Regions from separate parts of the Muntiacus reevesi genome. Here region 2 is linked to region 1. Evidence: chromatin contacts called from public Hi-C data. All regions are on one chromosome and are shown on one strand. The core of a region is the stretch at or near the end of the contact, and the rest is flanking DNA. Distances in the headings are between cores, read along the strand shown.

Evidence for each region. Hi-C and Micro-C count contacts between places; a contact is called where the count stands out from the background.
Region 2: a Hi-C map of muscle shows a contact between it and region 1, with 2.5 times the contacts expected there. The contact joins the promoter of PGK1 here to the promoter of COX7B in region 1. A contact is called at or near these places in 2 of 3 Hi-C or Micro-C datasets (blood and muscle).

The regions. Positions count from the first base shown.
Region 1 is chrX:69,392,213-69,396,690 of mMunRee1.1, forward strand. COX7B (cytochrome c oxidase subunit 7B) reads left to right here and starts at 2,585. Exons shown (of 3, transcript XM_065916368.1): 1 at 2,585-2,722. The coding sequence starts at 2,683.
Region 2 is chrX:69,625,117-69,629,594 of mMunRee1.1, forward strand. PGK1 (phosphoglycerate kinase 1) reads left to right here and starts at 1,817. Exons shown (of 11, transcript XM_065916451.1): 1 at 1,817-1,975. The coding sequence starts at 1,911.

The DNA.
Region 1 (4,478 bases), core at 1,335-3,834:
CTGCACTCCATATGCCAGCAAATTTGGAAAACTCACCAGTGGCCATAGGACTGGAAAAAGTCAGTTTTCATTCTAATCCTAAAGAAAGGCAATGCCAAAGCAAGTTCAAACTATGACACAATCGCAGTCATCTCACATGCTAGCAAAGTAATGCTCCAAATCCTTCAAGTGAGGCTTCAACAGTATGTCACTGAGAACTTCCAGGTGTTCAAGCTGGATTTAGAAAAGGCAGAGAAACCAGAGGTCAAATTGCCAACATCCGATGGATCATCGAAAAAGCAAGGGAGTTCCAGAAGAACATCTATTTCTGCTTTATTGACTATGCCAAAGCCTTTGGCTGTGTGAACCACAACAAACTGTGGAAAATTCTTAAAGAGATGGGAATACCACATCACCTTACTTGCCTCCTGAGAAATCTGTATGCAGGTTAAGAAGCAACAGCTAGAACTGTGCACGGAACAACAGACTGGTCCCAAACTGGGAAAGGAGAATGACAAGGCTGCTTATTTAACTTATATGCAGAGTAAGTGAGTAAGTAAGTGTTAGTTGCTCAGTCGTGTCCGACTCTTTGCAACCCCATCGACTGTAGCACACCAGGTTCCTCTGTCCATGGAATTCTCCAGGCAAGAATACTAGAGTAGGTTGCTATTACCTTCTGCAGGGCATCTTCCTGACCCAGGGATCAAACTTGTGTCTCCTGCATTAAAGGCAGTTTCTTTACCGTCTGAGCCACCAAGGTACATCATGTGAAATGCCAAGCTGAATGAAGCACAAGTTAGAATCAAGATTGCTGGGAGAAATATCAATAACTTCACATATGTAGATGACATCTCCCTTATGGCAGAAAGTGAAGGTGAAGAGGAACTACAGAGCCTCTTGATGAAAATGAAAGAGAAGAGTGAAAAAGCTGGCTTAAAACTCAACATTCAAAAACTAAGATCATGGCATCCAGTCCCATCACTTCACGGAAAATATATGGGGAAACAATGGAAACAATGAGAGACTTTATTTTTTGGGGCTCCAGAATCACTGCACATGGCGACTGCAGTCATGAAATTAAAAGACAATTTCTTCTTGGAAGAAAAGCTATGACCAAACTAGACAGCATATTAAAAAGCAGAGACAAAAAAAAAAAAAGCAGAGACATTACTTTGCCAACAAAGGTCTGTCTAGTCAAAGCTGTGGTTTTTCCAGTAGTCATGTATGCATGTGAGAGTTGGACCATAAAGAAGGCTGAGCGGCGAATAATTGATGCATTTGAACTGTGGTGTTGGATAAGACTCTTGAGAGTCCCTTGGACTGCAAGGAGATCAAACCAGTCAATCCTAAAGGAAATCAGTCCTAAATATTCATTGGAAGGACTGATGCTGAAGCTGAAACTCCAATACTTTGGCCACCTGATGCAAAGAACTGACTCAGTGGAAAAGACCCTGATGCTGGAAAAGATTGAAGGCAGGAGAAGGGGATGACAGAGGATGAGATGGTTGGATGGCATCACCGACTTCATGGACATGAGTTTAAGAAACCTCTGGGAATTGATGATGGACAAGGAGGCCTGGCGTGCTGCAGTCCATGGGGTCACAAGGAGTCAGACACGACTGAGCGACTGAACTGAACTGAAACTTAAGAAAAAAAATTAATACCATGAAAGACAGCAGAGGAACTCTTCAGTTATAGCAGACTAAAGGTGGCAACCACCTGCCATGCAAAAGACATAAGAAACACGGTTTTGATAATATTTTATTATGAAAATGTCCAAACATACAGAAATATTGAAATAATTGTATTCTGAACACACACAGCCAAGACTCTACGATCAACAATTTGTTAAATTTGCTTTATCATAGATTTTTCTACGTATTAAGAATTCCTTTTATTGTTTTCTGATCGCCAGTCCAGGTTGGATGCATGAGACAAGTGCTCAGGGCTGGTGCACTGGGATGACCCAGAGGAATGGGATGGGGAGGGAGGGGGGTTCAGGATGAGGAACACATGTAAATCCATGGCTGATTCGTGTCAGTGTGTGGCAAAAGTCACTCCAATATTGCGGAGTGATTGGCCTCCAACTAATAGAGATGAATGGAAAAAAAAAAAAAAAGGCAAAAAAATAAAAAATAAAAAAAATAAAGATAGACTATCTTGAAGCCAAAAAAATAAAAAGAATTCCTTTTACTGTTTTTGCAACGTCCCTCATAACTTAAAATCATTTCAAAATTCAAAATATTAGTAGGTAGTATTAGGAAACAGAAAATTAAAGAAACAAAGGAAGTTTAGAGTGAACAGAAAATACTGGCTAGTGTGGAGCGAGATACAAGCTCAAGCCTCTGAACACTACCTTGAAGTTTACGCGTTTGATGACTAGTCTAAGATTAATGTCTCAATTCTCCTCTAAAGAGCCCTAAACCTGGCTTCAAGACCAGCAATTTTCTCATTGTTCAATAAGTACCCTAATGAGTCATTTATGAAGCGCGAAACTACATTTCCCAAAAGGCGGGTACTTTGCGTGCGGTAAAGAGGACAAATTCTATAGGTTTTTACAGGTCTCGCGAGAGATTTCATGAAATCTCTTTAAAGAGGGCAGCCGAGAGCCATTTTGTTTTTCAGGAGTCTGCAAGGATAGTAGACGACGAATTGCTAGAGGCCAGCAGCTGTAGTTGCAGCCGTTTTGTGTTCAACCTCAGGATGTTTCCCTTGGCCAAAAACGCGCTAAGTCGTCTGAGAGGTGAGCAAAAATTGTGATCAGATCATTTCCAACCAGCTTTTTACCATTTTTGCTCGTCGTCTCTTGTGACCTTTCTTTCCATCTGCAGCCCGACCTTGTAATTCTAAAGGCTCGGTCTCCCACCTCACCCTAAGTAATTGGTAAGATGTCCTTGGCATTAGCCTAATCGCACAGCGTTTCTGTTTGGGTTCCCAGCTCTGTTTCTGTTACTGGAGTCATAACCCTGCTCTGTTTCATTATTGGGTAGCCTATGATTTCAAGGGGGACACAGTGAACACTTCTTTTTCTTTAAATAATTTCGTAAATTTTAGCTTTGGGGATACAGTTTACCCGCAAAAGAGCTTCTTATCCAGTTCCTGGTTTCATTGCCGTGCTGCTATCTGCTAAATGGTAGCACTTTAGCATTTATGTTCTTTGTGGATTATTAGCTGAATAATTGTGGTTGTTTTTATTCTTACCTAAAAGTTAGATAAGTACAGGGAAATTTTGAAACCAGAGTTATGTATTGATAATGCTCTAGATTGGAGAAGTAGAAGTCTTTTCCATACTTCATTTGCACTGAAGGTGACCTTGAGTAACGTGAAGTTTTACAATGAAAGTGACTTTAAGCAATTACCATTTAGTTCTTTAGCTACCTTTTTATTTTCAGCTCAAAGTCATTAGAAGTATTACTAGATTGTGTACGAAACACTGAAGCACCTTTGACAATAACGAAAAAATAGTTGCCTGACTGGTTTTTCATATTCCAAAAGTCACGTCTATTATCCCTTTCACTTTTGGCTAATAATTTAACGTCTCTGAACTTCATTTTCCTCTTTTGTAAATTAGGGGCTTAGTAAATATACCTACCTCATGGAGTTGTTGACGTTTATATAAAATTATCAATAGGTGGTAACTGAACCGTTTTTTGTCACAGAGAAGAGGTCTAAAGAAATCCGCTTGTCTAACGTGAGTGTTGAGGTCATGAGGTGTTGCAGAACTGTTTGATAATCTTATTTTCTTTGCCTTTTGAGAAGCTAGGGCCTTGGACCTCAGGGAAGGGTGTTTGGGGGTTGTTACTTTCAATGCGGAATTCATATGCTCACTTTTAACTGCTCTAGAACAGAAGATTGTGAAATGTTGTAGATTTGCCCATTCGAAATGTAACCAAAGGTGACAAAACCTGTAAGGCCCTTAAGAAACCATTAAATGATCAAATAACTCTAGAAATAACCCATTGTATCACATAGAAGCCATTATATTCATAAGTGCTAATGAATGGGCAACATTGCTGTTTAATACGATTTTCAGTGAGGCTCTGAAACAATAAGGACCTGCTACTTAGTTGGAAAGGAAGAAAAAAAGCAGCTGGAAATAAGCATTTTCTAGTCTTCGTTCTTTTCCAAGCTCCGCAAGTGCCTCCAGAGGCAGTTTGAAAACTCTTTCTACTAAAATAACAGTAATGGCAAAGTTTTAATGTTGTCATTCTGCTCAGAAACTTAGCTCTACCAAAAAAGTGGCTTCATTTCCTCTTACTAATGTATAGGGGCTTCCCAAGTGGTGCTAGTGATTAAGAACCCTCCTGCCAATGCAGGAGACATAGGAAACCTGCAGGTTCGATCCTTGGGTCAGGAAGATCCCTGGGAGGAGGGCATGGCAATCCACTCCAGTATTGTTGCCTGGAGAATCCCATGGACAGAGGAGCCTGGTGGGCTACAGTCCATAGGGTCGCAGAGTCTGACACAGTTGAAGCGACTTAGCACACATGCACTAATCT
Region 2 (4,478 bases), core at 567-3,066, 230 kb after region 1:
TATTGTATTTAGGGAAGTGTCCATGAACACAGGAGCCTGGTGGGCTACAGTTCATGGTGTTGCAAAGAGTTGGACAGACTGAGCAATTGAGCATACACACACTAAATCCTTTGACCACTAAAAAAATTGTTTCCTTAACATTGAGTTTTGAGAGTTCTTTATATATCATGAATTCAAGGTAACAGTGTTCGCAACAAATAGCTTCTCATAGCTCTTTAGGATAAAAATCACATCTTTATCATGTTTGTTAAGTCCACGGGATCTGGCCTTCCCTCATCAGTATAATTTTAGACTTCTCTTCCTTCAACTCTATTTTCCAGCAACGTTGGACTTTTTATGTTGTCTCCTACTCTTTCCCATTTTAGGATCTTTGCATATCTGATGCTCCTTCAAATTTGTAGTGGAAAAAGCTTCCTTATCTTTTTTGAGCTTCCGTGTTCTCATCTGTAAAACAGAGATAATAACAGTACCTACTTCAGAAAGCTATTGTGAGGAGTAAATGGGTCAGGTATGTTCAATCCTTAATACAGTGTCTGGCATACAGCAAGCGCTGAATAATTGGGAACTGTTATTAAATTCACTCTGTCAGATTATATGCTTGTTTTAGTTTCTTTGCTGATACCCTTGGTTGCTACTCTATCTTATGCAAAAGGAATTGCTTCTGACTACTACAGCAACCCAGGTGGAGTGAAATGAGTGCTAAGGTATGCAGATCTGATGACCAGGAAGTCAGCAGGCCCATCTGGGTCTCAAATTCAGACTCAGGTGGAAATAACTCCATGGCGATTTCCCAAATGCACTGACAGGATTGAAAGAAACGAATGCTTATAACTTTGAACTTGTGTCTCAGTACCAGTGCACTATGAATTAATATTTCTTACATCTTACTCGGAGCTTGAGTACCGCGTGGAAAGTTTTTGTTTCTTTCTTTTTTTTTTTTTTTAGTTTTTATGTTTCTGACTCAAATTATTTCATTCCAACCAACTCTGTAAGTAATATTGGACCCGAGTGCCTGGTCCTGAGCAGTGGTATCGGTACTATACTATAGTTAGGTGTATGAACTCTACACCGTTAACTGTCTAGGTTTGAATCTACCATTTACAAGACCTGAAACCCTAAGCAACCTCTTTGTGCATCAGTTCATTCATCTGTAAAATGAGGATTGCTTGTTTGTGAGCAATGTGAGTTCATATGTGAAAAATGTTCTATGTATTTGCCATTAGCTTTGCGTTGTAATCAAATCATTGTACTTATTACAAAAAAAAAAAGGTAAGCAGATGAGAAAGGGAGAAGCAGGGCCTTTTCCAACTTCTGAAAGGTCTCAATTCTTAAAGGAACTTAGGAGTCTAACGGAGAATTCCTTTTGGGGGAGCCAGGAAAACAAATTTTCCACAAGGAGGTGCCATTTGCATTTATCCTGAATTGGGTTGCCGGGAATTCCATGGGGTGTGGGGTGACGTTTTCCCCCAGGCTGCCGTGGGTTTGCGGGGCTCTGCAGCTGCTCTGGGTGCGGCCGCAGAAATCCGGGCCGCGGCCGCCCCTCGGCGCCAACCTGCTCCGGATCCCTTCACCGGTTGGCCCGGCAGCACCGCCTCCCGCCTCTGGTCACGAAAGTTCCCATCCGCTCGCTGCGTGCTGGACGTGACTGGCGGCAGCTGCACGTCCCACCAGCGCCCTCGCTGACTGACAGCGCCTCGGTGCAATGGCAGCCAGCGGGCGCCTTCGGGCCGCCTTCTAGAGCGGCCACTGGGCGCCGAGAGCCAGGCGCAGCGGCCGGAAAGGGGCGGGGCAGGAGGCGTGGCGACCGGGCCCGCGAGGTGCTAGGCATTTTCCACGCGTTCGGCCTCTGAGTCGGTCTCATTCTGTCGCTGTCTCTTCCCCCGGCCTCTCGCTGCAGCTGAATTGCCAAGATGTCGCTTTCTAACAAGCTGACTCTGGACAAGCTGGATGTGAAGGGGAAGCGGGTCGTCATGAGGTAATCCTTGGGGTTCTCCCGCAGCCTCTCCGGCCGGGGCCGACTTCTTTTCCTCCTGCCTCAAGTGACCTTTAGCCCTACTCTCGGCCCCTTGGCTCTAGCTCAGCAGGGCGAGGCTGGCCACCATTGTGGCTGAGGTTTTGCCCGGGTTTAACGGTTTCTGACCTCATTTTCCCCAGCCCAGAAACTGAGCCGAAGTTGCCCTTTGCAGGGGTGGATCCTCCCAGGGAGGGTCAGATTGCGGGGATCCATTTTGCCCTCTTTTCTTGTTTCTGAAGGGCAGTTCCGTCGCCTCAGTTCTCAGTTGGCGAGGTGGGACCTGATGCTTAACGTGCAGATCCCTCGGCCTCCAGTGAAGGGACCTTGAAAGGTCATTTGAATAGTTTTCCTTCCTCCACCACCCTAGACCACCCCAGACCAGTGATAAATGGCCCACATTTCTAAGGTCCCTGCCCAAAGGCACATCTTTCCCAGAGGATGTTGATTTCGTTGTTCAGGAGTAGAATCCACTAAAGCATTGAGGGTAGGAGGGTGAGGTAGGGTGGGGCGTACGGAAGGAGGCCCTGCAGAGCTTATGTAACAGGCCTCTGCCGCCCTGTAGTGTCTTTGGACTACAGGCCTTGGGTTTTGCAGCAGGATTGTGACACATACTGGGTAATGGTAGAGCAGGGTGTGGCTGCTCATTCTTGATGTTCTCTAACCTCACTGCCAGAGGTGGCTAGAGAAGCAGGATATTAGAAGTGGGGAAGGCTTGCCACCTGCCTTGGGTCTCTTACTCCAAACATGTGGATCCCTGGCCACATGGCTTCTCCCTTGCTTGCCAGAATTACTAGTACTGATGTATGGAGTATTTACATTTCTCCTTTTTGTAACGTGTACATTCGTGCATGCCAGGAGCTAATTGCAGGAATTCAGTTAGGTATGTAACTGACTTGACCTTGATAGGATCCAAGGGTGGTGCTTTTGCCAGCATAAGGGCTTGACAGCATTGGGTAGTCTTGTCCTTTTAGGGAAGTGGTTGATTGATGGGCAGGCATGTGAAAGATGTGATCCAACCCCTTTCCCAATTTTGGCTGGTTCAAGAGAGGGCAACTTTTCTATATTAATGGATTCAGAAAGCAGTAGGGGATCTCCCTTAAGGCTTAAACTAGGTAGGTGCTGTGAATTGGTGTACTCTGTGGATGCCCTAAAAGTTAATGTAGCTCTCCCCTTTCCTCTAATTTCATTATGGCCACTATTAGTTTACAAGTGGCCTTCTCTGTCCTACTATGGCAATAATCAGAAGAACCCAATGGCTTATGGCCATGAAAAACACCTGGTGCCCCCTTTTGTTCAATCACCTAAATCCTGTGCAATCTGAACAGAGTAGGAATCACAGCCATCCTAGTATTAGATAATGGCACTGTCTACCCCTCAGATGCTTTTAAAAAGATGGATAGACCTTAAGAAAAACAGGACAAATGCACAGTGGCGTGCAGCTAGATCTTGGCTACCTTCCTACAATTGCGGTCTGGGGCTTTATCTCCTCTCTTCCCAGGTTTGCGGAATTATCTGAGCTGGCTGAGAGTGAGACTGGAGGAGGTGCTATCTTTTCTCCCTCTGGACCTAATTTGAAATATGTTTCTGCCCCAGGGCTCAAAGTTTCATTTTACACAGATTAACCGTAAGCTTTGAAATGACTGGCTAGTCCTGTTTTACTGTTGGAAAATGACCTAATCATGGTCACTGAACTAGCAAGTTGGTGGCAGAACCAGAACTAGTATTTGGGTCTCCTTGGCTACCATCCAGATCCTCTAAATTCTTGGATGTAGTGAATAAGGACAGGTTAAAATAGACCTTTTGTCAGCTGAAGGTTGCAGTCAATAAGTTCCCCCTGTAATCTGGATAAATTCTACTTATCTGATTTGAGGACAGGAAGTTGCTTTTCCCCCGGATTATTAATGTAGCTCTTGAACAGAGAGTCACATTCATTGTAGGATTGCTTTTTGCAAGAGTCTAGGTAGCCTTGCATCGTCAGCTCAAATTTCTTTTTAATTGCCTTTATGTAGTGGTTGCTGGCAGTGTTCCGGAAGTGGAGCCTCCAGTGTAGTGGCTGCTTCGCTTGCCTCCTTTCTTTGTCTTGCAAAAGGGAGCTGTGATGTTTGCGGCCCCTGCTTTGAACTGCCAAGGGAAATTCACTGATTTGTTGAGGGAACTTCCTGATAGCCAGAGATCTCTGAGTGGATAATTACCAGGTTGTACCTCAGTTTTTTAGGATTTCATTTGACTTTATAGACCTTGAGTAAATTTCCTGTTTAATTTTGCCATGTCATTTCCTTTCTTCCTCTCATAGGTTGCCAGTCATACTCCTTTGCCGACTGGTGAAGCACTTCCCTTTTGCTTGCTCCCCCTCCTCCATTTTTTAAAAACCTCACAGTTTTTCTCTAACCTGTTGTAACTTGTTAAGCAACAGCTACAAGTTGGTGTAGTGGAAGAAGAAACAGGGAGGAAAAACAGCAGAGAA